Linked DNA regions of Sus scrofa: regions 2 and 3 are each linked to region 1. A link is a contact called in public HiChIP or PLAC-seq and promoter capture Hi-C data. All regions are on one chromosome and are shown on one strand. The core of a region is the stretch at or near the end of the contact, and the rest is flanking DNA. Distances in the headings are between cores, read along the strand shown.

Region 1 (3,232 bases), core at 642-3,141:
GGGAGAAATAAGTGTAGGAAAAAAGGTGGAAGAGTTGAGCACTGACCACATCTTGGACCTGACCCTGACAGAGTGAGGCTCATGAGGTTCTGCCTGCCTGTCCCATGAGACCCGTCCCCAGTCTTATCTGAGCATGAGAGGTAGCAAGTGCTCAGGAGCCAACCTTGAATGTCCCAGCAGCCTCAGTCTCCCAAGTCCAAGGCAGCTTCCAAAGCAACTGCAGCCTCCTGCCCCTGCCTCTGCACGTATCTCTCCCCATCCAGGGCGCGTTCCTCCAACCCTGCACATCCAAGGGTTTGGGGGTTTTCCCACTAGTTCAAGGACACTTGCTGCTGACTCAGTTTTAGAGAAAACGCTTATCTACTAAGTGAGTCATTTTGATTAAACCAGTAAAACAATACACAATATGAAAAAAAAATCTGGTCCAAAGTTCTCTTAAGTGTCTCTGTTTGAAAAATAACTGAAAGATACTAGCTATTATTTTACGGCTATTTCTGAATTTTATGAGTTAAAATTACTACTATTTATTAATCGCCAATAAGTGCTGGGACCGGTCCATACTTCTGCGTACTTTGTCCTTACAACCAGCCCCTTCAGGTGGGCATTACCACCCCCAGTCTACCCAGGAGGAGACTGAGGCTCAGAGGTACAGAGCAACTGGGCCAGTAGATGGTGGAGCCTGGGAGACTCAGACCCCCACTTCCCAATTCAGGCCTTGGTCATGAAGACCTACAGTTCCTTTCCTCAAACAACCCAGACCCCACTTACCTTTCCCCGTTCCCCTCTGACCACCCTGCCCGGCTGCCCACACCCAGGCCAGACCTTGCCAGGCTGGCCGCAGCCTTAGTTCCCGGGCCTTCTCCCCTAGCTGGGCTGGGGAAGGGGTTACTCTCCCCTCTACCCGATCCCAAATCCTGACAGCGCGTGGCGGGATTCAGTCTCTGCAGAGACCCGAGGACTGACGGGCAGTGGAGCTGGTTTCTGGGGTCCCAAACGCACCGGGACTAAAGCCAGCGCCGTGGGTCTTCCGGGCGAAGGTGAAACTGAGAACTGGGAGGCCCCACCACTGCTTCCTTCCCGGCTGCGAGCCGATTCCGGCTACGGGTCGATTCTGGCTACTGGCGGGGCTCTCCTCCTCGGCCACCCGCCACAGCTCGATTTGTTTACACGGGCAGGGCTGCTCCCCAAGCGAGTCGCCGGCCCGCACCTGGCGGTGGCAACAGCCAAAAGCTTCTCGGTGCTATCTCCCGCCGGGACGGGAGCAGGAAGTCCGGCTCCGGGGTCCCCGCGCCCTCCACCCCCGCTCGGCGCAGGCGTCTCACTGCCTCCCGCGGGCGCGCACGGCATGGGGCGCCGGGACCCCGTTCAACGTGGGGGGTGCCGGCCGGGTGGCAGGGGAGTGGGCCGGGCTGGGCCGGTGGGTGGGGGCGGGGTGACGGCGCCGCACGCCCGAACGCTGAGGAGGGGGCGAGTGCGGCAGCCGTCGCCGAGCTCGGGCGCCAGGGTCCCCGAGCCCACTCACCGGACACATTTAACTGGCCTCCCAGGAACCAGCCGATCTTGCCGCTGCGGAAGTCGCAGTCGCTCACCGTGTGGTAGGGGGTGTCCCACACGAGCACGTCCTTCGCCAGCGGCCCCCAGAAGGCGGCCGGCTCGCGCGCGGCCAGCGCGATCCGCTCCTGATAAGAGCCGGGCGGCGCGGCGGGGGCGCTGCTCCAGAGACGGGGGACCCCGGGGCCCCGAGCCCCCACCCCGCGAAGGCCGCCCAGGAGCCGCCCGACGCCGCAGCCCAAGCAACGGGCAGCCATCGCGCCTCAGAGCCCCTCGCGGCTGTGGCGACCCAGCCCTCGCGCGCCCGCGCCCCGCTTCGGCCCCGCCCCGCCTCCCGCCCCGCCCCGCCCCCCGCCCCTCCTGTCTGAAGCTGCCTCCCGACACTCCCCGCCCCCGCTCCGCCTCTGACCACCGCCCCCCCCTCCGCCCTGCCCTGTCCCACCCCTCTTCACCCCACGCAGAGCTGGGCTGCGAAGGGAGGTGGAGCCCCTGTGGAAGTGGAGTTGGGAGCGCGGCGGCGGAGGGGGTCCCCTGCCGGGCTGCCGGGGTTTCAGTTGATGCGTCCCCGACGAGTTCCGACGGCTGCGCCGTTTTGTCAACCGCAGATCTGCGCGGGCAATGCAGGCTCTCCTGGGAGCTGGAAACCGTCGCGGGTGGGAGGGAGCCGGCACAGATGTTAGTGACCCGCGGAGCGAGGCGCACAAGTTGCTCCAAGGACCACTCGTCAGGTTTGGTCGGTTCAGCATCTCAGAGGCTGAGAGCAAAGTGTTCATCCCTTTGTGGGGCCTCGAGATTGAATGCTTGAGCGGCCTGGGTGGCCTGTACGCCTTCCCCCAAAACATACACAAGTAGTCCCCGTGGGCTAAGTGGGCTGGTCAGGGGTCCTCGGACCAGGAGACTGTAAGACCTTGGGTCTGGGATCTGGTGCTTTTATACAGCAGAGAAGCAAACATTCCACCAGCCATGATTGATTTGGAACCGTGGGAGTTCTCAAGCGCAGCTCCAGCATCTGTGGCCTGAGGTCAAAATCTGAAGTTTCTAGCTCTGTATCCCGGGACCAGTTCCTTAACCCCTCTGTGCCTACACCGACTCCACTACTGAGTTCCCTGGTTACCCCTTCCAGGCTGCACATTTCAGACGCCGACTCGTTTATTCTTTAAGCAGCCCTGGGGAGGTAAACAAAAGTAATGTCTCCCTGGGGGGAGGAGGGTCTCCCAGGGGACCCAGTAGTGAAGGCTGTGTTCCTGTTGTCAAGCTGGGAAAGATAGTGGGAAACCCACAGAAACTTGTGGCAACTAGACTCTTAAATATTACAACAAGCACACAAAGTAAACATGTAATGTAAACAGAAGGGAGAGGGGATTTTTGAAAACTGGTTGGTCGAGTGCTTTGGGTTTAGCATAGATCCCTTCCTGTTAGCAGTAGGAGGTATTTGTGCTGTCAGTCAGCCCCAGCACGTGTGCCTGTGTGCCTGTGTGTGTGTGTGTGTGTGTGTGTGCTCACCCTCCTGCTACTGCTTTTTAAGGCTGGGAAACCAGTGATAACAGCTAGCACTAGACATGGGTCCTGCTCTGTGCTGAGCATTTACTTGCAATTTTTACTTAATTTAAAAATTATCTGGTTCTGGACTTTCCGTGTGGCTCACGACATAACTATTCAGCATTGCTTCTACAGTGGCTGT
Region 2 (3,023 bases), core at 384-2,883, 340 kb before region 1:
AAAATTGTGGAAGCCTTGAGATTTGTCCCTGATAAACGCTGGGTAGGTGGAGGCATCATGGGTTCTCTGTAGTGCAGAGCTTGCTGTAGCCAGTGCCTCTGAGTCCTAACCCGAACCCTGAACTTGACCCTTCCTGCTGCCCAGCCAGACCCTACACATGGCTGAGCCCCTCATAACGCAGGTGCATGAGGATGGCAGTTCCTGGGACAGATGCAGAGGTGGAAGGTGGGAAACCCGGGCCTTGGGGTGTGGCCAGGCGGGAATGTGTGGGCAGGAAGCAGTGGGAGGACAGATGGGGGACCCATCCTTGCGGCTGCTGCTGAGGGGCAGTCGGTCCAGAGGAGGTGGAGTCTGCGCGCTTCCCTGCGACCCGGCTCCACCAGGGACTTGAGACGGGGACTCTACACGCTGCTGTCAGGTCGGGATCTTCGGGGGATCTTAGGGCAGAAGTCCCCTTGCTTCTTGTTTCACTTCTCTGAACTCACGTCCCTTCCCTGTCCTGCTCCTGAAGTCTCAGCTCATCTGAGGAGGAGGACAGCAGAGGTGTTCCTGGGTATGGGTCCCCGTGGTCACAGTGACTGGGCTGGAACTCAGCTCAGCACCGGGAAGCCAGTCAGAATCCCAGCATTCCTCTCCTGAGATGAGTGCGCTATGCGAGCATTTGGAGAACAAGTTACCACTGTCTGAACGTCATGTCTCTAAATTCAAGGAGGTCACGGCAGTGGGGGGGCACCTGCTGGTTAAGGGGACGTGACTTACGTGGTGTTATGGCTGGTATTCATACTCCCCCTCCGGCCAAGCCTGGCAGCCTGGTTGAAGTCTGTGCTCAGAGCAGAGGACACCCCCAGAGCAGAGCTGCGGGTGCCCCCGCCTCCGACCTCAGCAGAGGCTGCCCCCAGACGCTGCCCTTGGCTGAAGGCCTGGGCGATTGGCCCCTGCCTACCAGATGCAGCCCTTGGCCAGTGACCAGTGATTGGACCCCATGCCTCCACCGGGACAATGCTGTGGTGCCACTCAGGTCCCAGAGACCCTGGGATGACTCTGAGGCTGGAGCTCACCGGAAACCCACCTCTGCCCTCAGCTTCCTCTGCCTCCTGCTTCCCCAGTGCTCTGCAAGTTTCCCTGGGAACATCTCTCCAGGAAACCCTCCCCCCTCCCTCCCCTCCCCCTCCCTTCCCCCTCCTCCCACCCTCCTCCCTCCTTCCCTCTTTCTTCCTTCCCTCCCTCTTCCATCCTTTCTTCCCCACTTCCTTCCCCCGCTTCAGTAGGGCTGAGTACAACCCGTCTCCCAAACACCCATCATGTGATCAGGTCAAACCTCCCGCCCCAGTGGATTAGAAATGGGACAATGAAACAGAGTTGGGGTGAGTCAGCCTGGGAACCTCACCAGTCCTGTTTGCCTCTCTTCTGCCTCAGGCTGTACACCTGAAAATGGAGTTTTCTTATCTAAAAACAACCATTCAACATAACCATGGCTTTCCCTGCCTGTTGCCTCTGTTTCTTAGCATTTCGTTTTTAAGTGTCAGATATGGTGTGAGCCTGAGCGCTGCCTGCTCCCTGGCTGCTGTGTATGATGAGGCAGTGGTGGGGTTTCCCCTTTTGGAGGGCGGCCCCTGGCAGTGAGGTCTCCCTCGCTGTGCTCTACCCACTGTCAGGATTGCTCTTGTGTATCCGTGATCCAGGAAGGTACAGGCACCAGCTAGGATGTACCAGGGGAAACACTGAACACTGCTTCTGTAACCCGTAACTGCCTGATTACCTGCGATGGCCCATGAGTTGTGATGGGATGGTGGGAAAGGAAAAGACGGGGGTAGACGCAAGGTGGAGAGGGGGCTAAATCGGATCAGTCAGGCTTCTGCAAGACCTTGACCTCTGAGGGTTTTACACCACACACTTCCTCCCATGCCCTCCCGTCGGAGCATGGCTGTGGCTGGCACAGCTGTGGCTTCGTGCTGCGGCCAGGCTGAGGGGCGGTGGCTGCTCCTCACGGGGGCTCCGAGGGGACAGGAGGACCAGCGGCATCACATGTGCGCTTGCCACATCTGCTCACATGCTGTCACACAGCGCCAGGCCCGGGGGGATTATGTCTGTGTTTTCCTGAGGGCGGTGCTGCAGAGCTGCTGCAGATCTTCCAGCCAGGGAGGCGGCTCTGTTAATCCTATCACACTGGCACAAGCGCCTCTCTGCCTTTCCCAGAAGCAGGGTGTCAGTGCTGGGTTCCCAGGAAGCCTGATCTCAGTGGACAGTGGCCAAACTTCAGTTAAGAGGCTGGCATTTCTCCATTTGTTCTTCGTGACCCCAGGCGCCTGGGACCCACTGCTCCTATGTGGGCTTCTCCCTTCCCAGGGCCCCTACTTCCTCGTCTAAGAAAGCAGAGAGAGGACGGCGTGGTCTCAGAATGACTTTCTTGGTGCCACGTTCTTCGTGGTGAGCGTTCACACTGCGTCCTGCCTCCCCAAGTCAACCATAGGCCACCAGCTTCTGGGCTCCCCACATCACAGCCACAACCTAGGCTGCTGCAGCTGTGGGTCTTGTGGGAAAACACAGGAGGAAAGGAAAGAGGAATGAGACATAGCAACGACCCTGTGTCCCCGCAGAGGGAGGTGCAGGATGGGATCTGGCAGAAGTAGGGACCCTTCCTTTCTCCTCCCTCTGCCTGAACCACCTGAACAGGCACAGCACCCCCCATCCCCGCGTGCCCCTTCCCTGCCCAGGAAGGCATCAAGGGCTCAGAAGCTGGCGGGACTTATCCCTACCCCTGAGATGCCCTCAGCCTTCCTAAGGAGATCGTGTCGCATTCATGAATTTTACTTTTTTATTTTATTTTATTTTTTTTTTTTTTTTTTTTTTTTTTTATTTTATTTCTATATTTACTGGCCTTTTCTCTAGGGCCGGCATCCCACTGCATGTGGAGGTTCCCAGGCTAGGGTGTCCATGACTTAGGGTCCGATTTGGAGGACTACCCACTCTGAGAGAGACCACTTCCTGGCTTGGCTCAGCTTGGGGCTCTTGGGCACAGCAAA
Region 3 (3,088 bases), core at 502-3,001, 360 kb after region 1:
CTCAGCATAAAAGGGCAGGATCTAAACACTTTGAATACTCACAGCTAGAAATTTAGGTGTTCTAACTCGGAGCAGCCCAGCAAACCACAATATAATGGAGAAAATATAAGTGACAGAAATATCAGTTTCCATCAAAGTTTATAACTCCTCAATTGAAAAAAATGTTAGGGGAGTTCCCATTGTGGCTCAGTGGTTAACGAATCCGACTAGGAACCTTGAGGTTGCGGGTTTGACCCTTGGCCTTGCTCAGAGGGTTAAGGATCAGGCGTTGCCGTGAGCTGTGGTGTAGGTCACAGACGCGGCTCGGATCCCACGTCGCTGTGGCTCTGGCATAGGCAGGCAGCAACAGCTCTGATTCGACCCCTAGCCTGGGAACCTCCATATGCCACAGGAGCAGCCCAAGAAATGGCAAAAAGACAAAAAAAAAAAAAAAAAAAAAAAAAGTTAAAACTCTAACTCTTCTATAATGTGTTCTCTTTCTAATTTGATGATGTTAAATGTTATCTCAAGTTCTTTGGTGGAGGCCTGTTATTTTACCATTCTGCAAAAGCAATTATCCTCTATTTTTTATTGAGCCTGAACTATATATAAATACTCATGTCCCACTGTACTGGCCAGTATAGACCAGCTCAATCCGTAATGGTGTAAACCACTACAGATGATGTGTAAACCAAACAGGAAAGGGACAGCATGGTGGCAGCCACATCCGTAACCACCTTAGCTTTTTTTTTTAATATGCGCTTACTCCTCTTTTACACGTTCACACAACTGAGAGGCTGCTTAGTGTTCTCTTTAACGGACCGGTTTTTAACTTTTTTTTTTTTTTTTCTGCTTTTAAAAGTATTCTAAGTCCAATGTGGAAAACCTGGAAATCACAGCTGCGGTCTCTGTGGAGCAGCTCACCTTTGCTCAGTGTCGGTGGTGGGGCAGTGAGCATCATTCAACCCTCCAAGCCCCCAAGCCCCACAGTTCTTGCCCCGGACTCCTCCCTGTTTCACAGCCTGGCCCAAGACTCCAGGAGAAGAAAGGAACAGAGAGACACACAGCCCTACACAGAGGTCCCAGTAATCACAATTTATGGACCGGTGACTGAAAGCACTGACGGGAGGAAAGCGGCACTTCTGCAAACAATTCATAGCAGACAAAACTCGCAGCAGACTTTTCCACCTCAGAGCTCAGTGAGTGCTTATTTCTAACAACTTTTCTAAGTGCAAACTCGTTATACATTAGAAGGAAGCAGGTAGTCCCGAGAGCCCGTGCATAGTAGGAGGATTTTATTCAGAGCTCATCCTGTGCAGTAACTGGACGCCAACAGCAGCTCAGAGGACGCGCCCGGCCACCCCGCGACCCCAGCCGACCACACGCGCTCCGCCTGACCTAGTCGCGGCCGCCGCCGGAGGACCCGCCCAGCCCCGCATGGTCTCTGGGGAAGCGGGCTCCTACCAGACTTCCCGAGGGGCCACTAGACTCGTAGGCGGAGCGAGGCACGGATCCCCGGCACTTGGTCCCCACCGGCCCACCCCTGGGCTTCCGCGGAGGCGCGATCGCGGTGCGCGGCCCGCTCACCTGGGCTAGGGGCGTCTCGGGTTCCGCCCGCGCGCGGACAGACCAAGAGCGCCGGGCGGGCGCACGCCTCCCACCCGCGTCCTGCCGCCGCTCTTTGTGTCTGGAGGTCCCTGCGCCGCGCTCCTACAGGCCTGCAGGCGCCGCGGGTGCTACACGATAGGGACGCCGAAGGCTCGGCTGGGGCGGGGCCAGAGGAGGTGGGGCCTGCGCCTCCGAGCCGAACACAGGGGCGGGACCATAGACGGCGGGGGCAAAATCGGAGGCGGGGCTGGAGGGGATGGGGCAGAGTGGGCGGGGCTAAAGCGGTGGGGCTTAAAGAAGGGGCGTGGCTAGGTGCGGGGCGTGGTCAAGAAGGGGCGCGGCCGCCAACAATGGGCTGAGGCCCGAGGACTGGACCTGTTTAAGCAATCCAGAGGGGCGTGGCCAGTGACGAGTGGGCGGGGCGTGCGGGGTGTCCCTCGGCAGGAATGTGCAGGGTTGGGTTGCAAGGGCAGCCCAGGGGGCATTTCTGGAAAGATTAGAGCCTCAGGGAGTGAATCCAGAGGCAGACCTCACTGATCTCTGAGCTATGCACCCTTGTTGTTCACAGGTCTTGGTCTAGAATCCTCTTCGGGAAACAATCCGAGGAAGCCAGTTAGGCAAAACCCCTAATCGCAGCTGAGGAAACAAGAAGACATAAAATTTCAAAGTTTTTCCATCATACATTCAATCAATAAATATTTATTGAGCATCTACTAGTGTCAGGCATTGAGAACAGAGCAGTGAAAATGGGAAGATCTCTCTTTTGAGGGAAAAATCACTGCCCCTCCTGGAGTTTACATGCTAGAAGACAATTTTAAAACTTAAGAGAAATATACAAAAAGCGTTAGTAAGTTGAAAATGCTAAGGAGAAGCAAAGAGGAGGGGAACCTAAGGAGAGCAGAAAGTTGGCCAGAAAAGTTCAGCAGGGGAGTTCCTGTTCTGGCGACTTGGATCCCGTGTTGCTGTGGCTCTGGTGTAGGCCAGCGGCTATAGCTCTGATTAGACCCCTAGCCTGGGAACCTTCATATACCGCAGGTGCAGCCCTGGAAAAAGACCAAAAAAAAAAAAAAAGAACCTGATGTTGTCTCTGTGAGGATGCAGTTTCAATCCCTGGCCTTGTTCAGTGAGTTAAGGATTGCAAGCTGTGGCGTAGGTCTCAGATGCAGCTAGGATCTGGCATTGCTGTGGCTGTGGTGTAGGCCGGCAACTGCAGCTCGGATTCCACCCCTAGCCCCCAGGAACTTCCACATGCCACTTGTGTGGCTGTAAAAAGCAAAAAAAAAAAAAAAAGATACCAGTCCTATGGGATTAGGGGCCCACCCTTTTGACCTCAGTTAACCTGAATCACCTCTTTAAAGACCCTATTGGGAGTTCCCTCCTGGTTTAGCAGCTTAAGGATCCAGTGTTGTCACTGCTTTGACTCTGGTTATAGCTGTGGTGTGGGTTCATTCCATGGCCTGGGAACTTCAGCATTCTGTGTGTGTGGCAAAAAAAAAAAAAG

The links. Promoter capture Hi-C pulls out the DNA fragments that hold promoters and counts their contacts. HiChIP or PLAC-seq counts read pairs in DNA pulled down with a chosen protein or histone mark.
Region 2: a contact with region 1 is called in an H3K27ac HiChIP or PLAC-seq map of alveolar macrophages. The contact joins the enhancer-like site here to the promoter of ACSS1 in region 1. A contact is called at or near these places in 5 of 47 Hi-C or Micro-C datasets (brain, embryonic fibroblasts, fetal skeletal muscle and 2 more) and 1 of 2 datasets of contacts at active chromatin or transcription factors (alveolar macrophages).
Region 3: a contact with region 1 is called in a promoter capture Hi-C map of fetal liver, with 4 times the contacts expected there. The contact joins the promoter of NINL here to the promoter of ACSS1 in region 1. A contact is called at or near these places in 1 of 5 promoter capture datasets (fetal liver) and 1 of 47 Hi-C or Micro-C datasets (embryonic fibroblasts).

What each region holds. Positions count from the first base shown.
Region 1 is chr17:30,837,908-30,841,139 of Sscrofa11.1, forward strand. It overlaps ACSS1 (acetyl-coenzyme A synthetase 2-like, mitochondrial), which reads right to left and starts at 1,892. Exons shown (of 14, transcript XM_001927113.6): 1 at 1,523-1,892. The coding sequence starts at 1,808.
Region 2 is chr17:30,493,753-30,496,775 of Sscrofa11.1, forward strand. No RefSeq gene overlaps it. Among named protein-coding and RNA genes, the nearest start is that of CST3, 21 kb to the left of the region's middle. Within about 2 kb of position 1,634, at least 9 of the 83 cell types and tissues checked have an H3K27ac peak or open chromatin away from gene starts, as enhancers often do. A contact at or near this core is called in alveolar macrophages, where this site is marked.
Region 3 is chr17:31,193,290-31,196,377 of Sscrofa11.1, forward strand. NINL (ninein-like protein) reads right to left here and starts at 1,752. Exons shown (of 22, transcript XM_021078311.1): 1 at 1,567-1,752.